Linked DNA regions of Mus musculus: region 2 is linked to region 1. Evidence: chromatin contacts called from public HiChIP or PLAC-seq data. All regions are on one chromosome and are shown on one strand. Each heading gives the region's core, a stretch centred on a gene start, on an enhancer-like site or on the middle of the called end of the contact. The rest is flanking DNA. Distances are from core to core; before and after follow the strand shown.

Region 1 (3,953 bases), core at 423-2,922:
GAAGCCATAGAGCCTAGATGAGAACTTACTACTCCAGTTTCTTAAACCAGTATTAATATCTAAATACTTATCCTTTAGCTCACAGGAAAGGGCCTTCTCTCATCCTTCATCAAAGATGCTTCTTTGTGCAGCAAATGGAGATCATTATAGAAAGCTACAACTGGTCACAATGAAGAGATCAATTGGGGGTAGGATGCCCAGCCCCAGTTAATACATTCATAGCACAACCCCTGCACTGACAGCTCAGGGAACACGGCAGAAGATGAGGCAGAAGAACTGTCAGAACTAGAGGGCCAGGATATCTGCTGCAAGGTAGGGTCTTCTTAACAAACATTTTTGAAGAGGACCTCAAATGGAGGTGGGGTGTAGGGAAGATTATGATCAAGATATGCTATATGAGATTCTCAAAGAATTAGTTAAAGTATATATTTAAAAAATAAAGTGTAGCTTAAGATTTATTTTGTTGGTAATCATATCAATCTACTCACTGGCCATAATGATCCCACAGCCCAAATCTCCAAGACCTGGCCATGTCATGGACTCTTTCCCTTGGCAGTTGACATTTTTGGTAATTGAAGTGCATGAGTTTATATTTGGCCCGTATTCATTTGGCATATTTTTCAGGTCTATTAGGGTTTTTTTGGGGGATCAGAGCTATAACTTTCCACTTTAGTTGTCCATTTCATTCTGGTCATTCGCAAGCTGACGGATGTCATTTAAGTCACTTACACCGTTAAGTAGACAGCTTGGGCTTGAATCAAGTTTGCTACTTAGAAGCTGTCTAACCTTGAGGACATGAGCTGTTCTGATTTACTTCATTAGAAAGTGAGGACAAAGGAGTGTCAATTGCACAGGACTGGCATGGAGACAAGAGGAGAGGGATCACAGGAAGCTGGGGACACAGGTTCAGTGACAGTCTGCTTCTGCCATTGTTTCTAGTAGTTCACCATTTGCACCATTGATAAAAAATAGTCCATGTCCACAAAGGTGTCCTCTGCAGCCACGCTGACTCTCGGCCTGGGAGTCAATTTGCTGTTGATATTCATCCCGCATACTGGCAGTATGGAATCCTGAGGTGTTGAGAAAATGACCTTGATGAAAATGTGCACGCACCAATCTGCCACGTTTTCTTCATTTCTCATTTTAGTCCAGTTATTTTACTCAACAGGAGAATGCCTTAGTCCTGTTAACTTCCTCTGTGTGTCTAACGACCATCACACTGTTTTCCAAGTGCTCTCTGTCTTTGTAATAATTCATAACATCTGGATGAAATTTTATATTCTCTCTTTTTGACCCACTCCACACTTTGGATTTCTTCCTGAAATCCTCCCAGAAAACCAGCTGGGGTAGACCTGTAACAGGTATGCAAGGGGTACATCAGCACTTTAACAGGAGCCACCACCCATGATGGGTGTCACATGCTAGCTGCTGAAAGGGCCTCAGATCCCATACATCCTTCATTCTCCTCAGTAGCCCCGTTAGCAGCAAGAATGACAGGAGCTCTAAGGGGCAGAGGGGCTTCAGTCTTTTGTCTTTCTCACCCAAAGTCTTTGTCCCCTTTTGATTCTTTTCTCTACAACAATAAAACAAAATCCTGTAATAAGAAAATACAACAGAAACAGCATTCTACTTCCGACAGAAACAGTAGTAATGATGTCGTGATGTAACACACTTGATGTCACGTGCATTCCATTTCCTGTATTTGGCTTATTTTGTCAACCTCATTTCCTGCAAGATAGTTCCTTGCCAGATTTTAAAATTTCTATTGTTATTTTAGAATTTCTTACATATGTTGACATACCGGATCCCATAGGTCTACTGAAGGTATTCTGAGGGAATCTGCTGGCTCTGTGGTATTCCTTGCACACTTCTTTAAAGGCTCACTTTGGTTGTGAGTTAACACAACTGTGCCATTTGCAGCCATCTCTCTTCTCCTTTTTTAAATGATCATAGTTTGAATTCTGCCCATTCAAAGAATCACAGAATGCCAGACTGTTAGTGTGCATACGGTGTGAGAGTATGAGTCATCTCTGATGCCTGGAACAGACCTCATGCTTATAGCATCAAAGGCTCATTGTTGTTTCTTGATTGGTTTTATACCATATAACTTAAGGGTTTCCGCTGTACTTTCTGTAGTATTTGTCAAGGAAGCAACAAACCGGTAATAGAGATACAGTATTGCTGTTTGAAGCTTAAAGTTCCACAGCGAACAGGATGGGAACAAGAACAATTGCATGCAGCACAATGCTGGATTTGTCAGGGCACGTTTGAGGAAGTTCTGGGGAGTACAGAAGGGCCTAATCTGAATATTAGGGGCTGAGTTTCTATTTCTCTTTTAGCCTCTCAAAATCTAAGAGGCTATCTCCTGCTTCTCTGAAACACTTGGGCTGTATCCATCATCTGGTTCATGGTTATCACAAAAGCTAAAAGCTAAACTGATGGCTAGACATCCAGTGCGTATTTATTGAATAAATGGATAAAACTTCCTCTACCAGCCAATCTTTTTTTGGTTAAAATTAGATCCAAATAGCAGCTTCCTTCATTTCCTTTCCTTTCCTAGAGATGAAAATGTCAGAGAGGCAAATTGGTATCTGGGACCCTGTTTTCATTTAAACAGGAATAAGACTTGGAGCAGGTGTCCAAGTAGCTTAAGTCTTTCATTACTCTGACTTATTACCCCTGTGCCATTTTTGTATGCTATATCAAAAAGTAAATTCTCCAATGCTTGGTTTGGCTGAAGAGTCTAAAGTTCGTTTATTCACTCAAAACCCCTTATTAAGTGTTTACTAAGCATGAAGGGTGGTTCTGGGCGTGGTGATTTTTTCTTCCTTTTTACTTCAACAAGTCTGTGTCTCTTGGCTTCTGGGTCCTCAACTCTCTGAGGCAGGTGTGAATCACTGTTTCTTGTGAAGAACCCATTGCACTTGTCCAGCGCCTTCTCTTTGGTCCATTACAAACTCGACCATCAGCTGACCTTGTACTTCAATGGAGATTAGTTAAATCCAGGTTTCTCAGTGTTTTGATAATGGCAATAGTTTTGCTATGTATTTTAAAATATCAAACTAAGTATAGTAAATTTAAAACTCAGGGATAATAGAAAAAGGAACACATTATTCCTAACGCACATCCCTCATCATCCCCGTCAATTAAAAATCATTTGCTTGAATAATTGAAATAAGTAACCTTTTGAAAGAATAGAGCCAACTTTGCAATATCATCCTGTCAATCATTGATGTTGCTGTTACCTTTCAGGATTGGAGCTTAAACTGTACATTTCTATATGCAACATAAAAATAGGAATCAGCAGCCAAGCATCCTACCCTCTGTTATCCTAGCACCCAGGTGAGACAAGACCTTCAGGATGTCAGGGCAGCCTCCATTACATAGCGTTCCATGCAAGCCTGAGCTACAGGAGACCTCATATCGAAATAAAATAAAAAGGGAAGAAAGGAATTCCTTTTGAAGATGAGGGCACATAAATATGAACATTACTTTCTTAATTTTCTTAGCCTACTTTTAGTAATTTACTGAAAATAACCAAACACAGAAGCTCCTTCACAGGACATTGCAGTCTGTTTTCAATACAAGATAAAGACAAAACCGAGCTCTCCTTTTTTCTTGGAAGGCCTAGCTTTTCATCAAGGTTTTTCTACCAAGTACCTGAGTCATCAAATCATTTTTTATTGGCTGTGATTTGATTGCAGAAAAACAATAAATCCATTTGTCTTTACTGTTTCCTTGGCTGTGCTGTTAGCAGAATGTGCTCTGTCCGCTCGAGGTCACAGGCTCTGACCCGGAAGTGCGCTTTGCTGAGTCAGCAGGGTCAGACAGTGTTTGGACGACTGCTAAACAAGCAGCATGTCATGAAGTAATGGGGGAGCCACCCCCCCCCCCCCGCCATCACTTCTTATTAGCATAGTAGCTGCGCCAACAGAGTTTTGTCCAAAGATAAA
Region 2 (3,953 bases), core at 626-3,125, 450 kb before region 1:
TTCACAAATAGCTTCGTGCAAATCTTTATAAAAGGAAGAAGCAGATGGCTGTGTCAGCTCAGCTCAGTTGGAAAGAGCCCTGGGATTCTTTAAGGAATTAGGGCAGGATGCATGCAGTAGGAGTCTCTCACGTCCCCCTATTGGGAACTCGTTGTAACCCAATGACTTAGAATAGGGGTGGGATTGCCCGACAGAGAGCGGCTGGTTGCCAGTAATGTGGTTCTAGAGGGAAGAGTGTCTTGACTCTTACAAAGAGCATCCTGGGAAATGCCAAGACTTCTTGTGAAAGTAAACAGATGCTAGAGGAGCTTGGGGGAACCTCCACTGTACTTACTGTCCCCTCTGTTGCAAATCATGGTCAACAATCTCAAGCTCTGGGGATGTCCCAGAGTTTTCGGGAAAATGACTCTAAACATATCTTTCTGCATAAACACACACACACACACACACACACACACACACCCCTCATGACTGTTTATTGAAGGCTTTTACCCATGTTAGTGTTATTTCATCTCCGTGACAATTGTATTAAAAGTTATAATCTGAATTTTGGCATTTTGCCCACCAGGAAAGGGAAGCAGGGCAGAACCGGACCCAACTGCCCTCCTGTCTCCCTCACATCTGCTTCAGTGCTCTCCTTGCCAGGAGAGGAACCTGAGGACACAGGAGAACTGAGCTGCAGGGTGTGGGGTGCAGGCGCATAGAGGAGAGAGAGAATCACAGACATTGGAGGGTTGACAGGTCTGGTTCCCTCTTAACACCCCCACCCCCACCGACCTTTCTATGGAAAGGTGCTTAACCTTTCTAAAGAGTAAGTGGAGATAATGCTTATTTTGGAGGGTAATTGTGATGATTAGATGAAATGGCCTGACATTTGTCATTTCCCACTCCTTGTCTCCCCCCCCCCCCCCCCATCTTTCTGAGGCCTTGAGAGGTTCCAGAAAGCACACATGGTTATTCCTTGTACGGACTCTCTGTACCCCTGCAGGGTGAGGTAACAGTGGACCAATTGGTTTCTTGTGTGAGAAGTAGCTTGGGCAGTACTTGGGGCCAATGATTTGGTTCTAAAACCTAGAAAAAAAGATTTCACGTGAGAATCAAAGTTGCCAGACAGTGAATCAACAGGCAGAAATGAAAAGTTCTAAACAGGCTCAACAGCAAGACTTAACCGTTGTCCAAATGAAAAATGGTCAGAGAGTAAGAGGTAGAGGTGGTCCTAGGCAGACACCTGGTCTGTCACCCAGCAGGGACACCCCTGTGAACTGCCGTGTCACTGAGCACTCAGCCTTCTCCACAGAATGTGTGACTGTGAGGAAAGGATGGGGTTTTACTTTATAGTTGTGTTTCTCCTTAGGAGTAAATACCGAGGAACATTCTAGCTTAAACACAACCCTTGGTGTTTGGCTTCATTAAGTCAAGTGGTACCTAGCGCCCGACCTGAGGGTGCTCAACCCGAATGCCTGAGTCTGCAAGGTGGGGAATGGACTTTGGGATGTGTTGACTCTTCCAAGTGTTGATCTTCCTCGAGTCACTTTGGGGGTGTGTAGCTCGCCTCCTCGGGTAACACCTCTTTATTCCACCGCACCCCTTCTTTAGACTAAAGAAAGGGTATCAGCGGGAGGTGCTTGTGGACAGGTGGGTCTGAAGGACACAGACACACACAAAGAGGATGAGAGGCAGTTTTTTCTCAGGCCGGCTCTGAGCTCTTTCACAGCCTAAGAGGTGTTAGCTGGGATCTTATTAACCTCTCTATTCGACCCCTGTGAGAACAGGATGGTGGATCTTTTAAAAAGGAATGTCTGTCAGATGATAGTGCCACAGGCTGGAATGCTGCAGTGGACTTAGCTTGCCAGCTGACAGTGCTGTCTCTGTCTCAGCTCAGGGACCGAGGACGGCTGTGTGAGCAGGGACAGCTTTAGAACTTGTTTCTAACCACGGAGGTGACCTCATGCAGTCGATGCTTTTCTGCCATCTAAGAGGTTTTTGTTTCCCTTTTGTTCCGGCCTTTCTAGTCTGAAGTCTATGAAGGGGAAGGTCCGATTGTGATTGCTGAATGAGCAACTATGCTCACTACATACCTGCAAACTGCGGGGCTTCCTGCAAGTGCTGGGAAGGTTGCAAACAAAGCGGGAGCCGTCCATCAAATGCCTATGCATGCTCGGCGCTGCCAGAGCTAGGTGGGCGTTAAGCAATGCACAGAGAGAGAACAAAACAGACCGAGGGACTCACATCACTTTTGCTTCCCGATGAGTCACTTTCCTTCTGATCCAAGCAACACTGTCCTGTTCCTTTCTGTGGACAACCGTCTGGCTCCTGAGGACATGAAGTGCTGTATGTGAATAATACTTTTTATAGGCAAATAAGGTCGTGCCCTGAAGGTTTGAACAATCTATACGAGACTTCAGACTCTGAAGCCACCTTCTACTTACAGGGATAGCACAAGGCTGATCTTGCTTTGCTTATTTACTTATTTTATGAGGTAGTTTATGAAACACATACCATATAAACAAGTAATATAAAATAGCACAATGTGCAGAAATGTAAAGAAACACCCACTGCCCAGGTCACTGGCATTTTGACATATTTGGGATTATATTGTATTTATATCATATCTATGCTGTACTCAGTAGATGAACACCATTCATTGAAAGTACATATCTGAGCTATTTTAGAGTAATGACTAGTGGTAAAATACATTTTTTAAATGGTATTTTTCAGGACAACCATGATACAGCCACTACAGCGCATACATATTTTGGGACATTGCTCATTTAATTCATATGGAACCTTTACGGAAGGGGAATGCAGCTGGGTGAGTTATGGCAGTTTTTAAGTGGTCCCTGCTTGCAGCTCATCCGTTTCTGTTTCTTGCAACCCCACTCCTTGTACCTGCTTCCTCAGGTGGTCTCTCCTGTCTTGCAAAGCACTTCCTCCCAACTGTTTGAATTCCCTGTCCTTTCCCCATATCTTTTGCTGCTACTTGCTGACTCTGTCCAAGAAGCAAAAGCAGCTGGCAGAGCAACCAGCCCTTCCTCTCCCACCATAAGCTCTTAGAGTCCCCAGGATGGACGTGGGTCGATGGAGGCTGAAGAAAATCGTGCTTCTTTGGGTTCAGTGGGTAATAAAAACCTGTGTCCTACCTGGGGCTGGGTTTCTTTCACCTAATGTAGCATGAGACTGGCTGGCAACAGGGTGAGCTATTGGAACTCATTTTGGACTTTATCTCCAGCACCTGTGTTCCAGGAGCGGCAGGTAGTACCTACACTCTTAGGGAAAGGAGTTAATTTAGCACTCTTGCTGGTATCTCATGCTTCCCCACTTACAGCAGCAATCAGCTGAGTGTACAGTCTCTTTATTCCACTTTTTAGTGTGTCAACTCTGGCTCCCTCACGGGGCAATAGAAATCTGGGACACACATGACCAGAATACCCTCCTGGCTTTGGGACACACCCACTGTATATTTCCAGGTCTACCTCTACGGCATGTGGAACTGAGGCAGGAGCACATACAGAGATGTTAGCCTGTGGCTTCTGCTTTCTCTTTCTATATGGCTCTGTAGTGGCTGCATATGCTCCTGTGAATACTCCAGCCCAGTGTCTGCTCTTTCTCTATAAGGAGCTTCATTGAACTTGTGTGCACACATTGGCTCCTAAGACCTTCCCTAAAGTACCTAGCCTAAAGGTACAGTTGAAGCCCTATATGGAGAATGATCCAGAAAAAGATAAGCATATCGAGTTATCCCTATGGACTCCTGAATAGCTGGGTAAGAACTACAGGGGGCTCCTCCAAGATGTGAGGTACCCTTTGCTTCTGCCTAATGTCTCCCCCCACATCCACTGTGTCCTCAGCAGAGCGTCATCAGATGCACCATCTTGAGTGTCTGCCAAATGCTATTCAGTCAACAGCATTCTCATTATGAGTAATTATTTGTTGAGCTCTTACTAACTGCCAAG

What was found. HiChIP or PLAC-seq counts read pairs in DNA pulled down with a chosen protein or histone mark.
Region 2: an H3K4me3 HiChIP or PLAC-seq map of bone marrow-derived macrophages shows a contact between it and region 1, with 5 times the contacts expected there. The contact joins two enhancer-like sites. A contact is called at or near these places in 5 of 39 promoter capture datasets (the 3T3-L1 cell line, the HPC-7 cell line, HPC-7-derived erythroid cells and 1 more), 1 of 115 datasets of contacts at active chromatin or transcription factors (bone marrow-derived macrophages) and 1 of 9 other capture datasets (embryonic stem cells).

Annotation. Positions count from the first base shown.
Region 1 is chr1:57,835,185-57,839,137 of GRCm38.p6, reverse strand. The region is part of intron 3 of Spats2l (spermatogenesis associated, serine-rich 2-like); the gene reads right to left. Among named protein-coding and RNA genes, the nearest start is that of Spats2l, 62 kb to the right of the region's middle. Within about 2 kb of position 1,672, at least 12 of the 459 cell types and tissues checked have an H3K27ac peak or open chromatin away from gene starts, as enhancers often do. A contact at or near this core is called in bone marrow-derived macrophages, where this site is marked.
Region 2 is chr1:58,288,268-58,292,220 of GRCm38.p6, reverse strand. It overlaps Aox2 (aldehyde oxidase 2), which reads right to left. Exons shown (of 36, transcript NM_001008419.2): 7 at 2,230-2,313; 8 at 1-23. Gm15759 (a long non-coding RNA gene) reads left to right here. Exons shown (of 3, transcript XR_865437.3): 3 at 2,719-2,806. Among named protein-coding and RNA genes, the nearest start is that of Aox2, 12 kb to the right of the region's middle. Within about 2 kb of position 1,875, at least 18 of the 459 cell types and tissues checked have an H3K27ac peak or open chromatin away from gene starts, as enhancers often do. A contact at or near this core is called in bone marrow-derived macrophages, where this site is marked.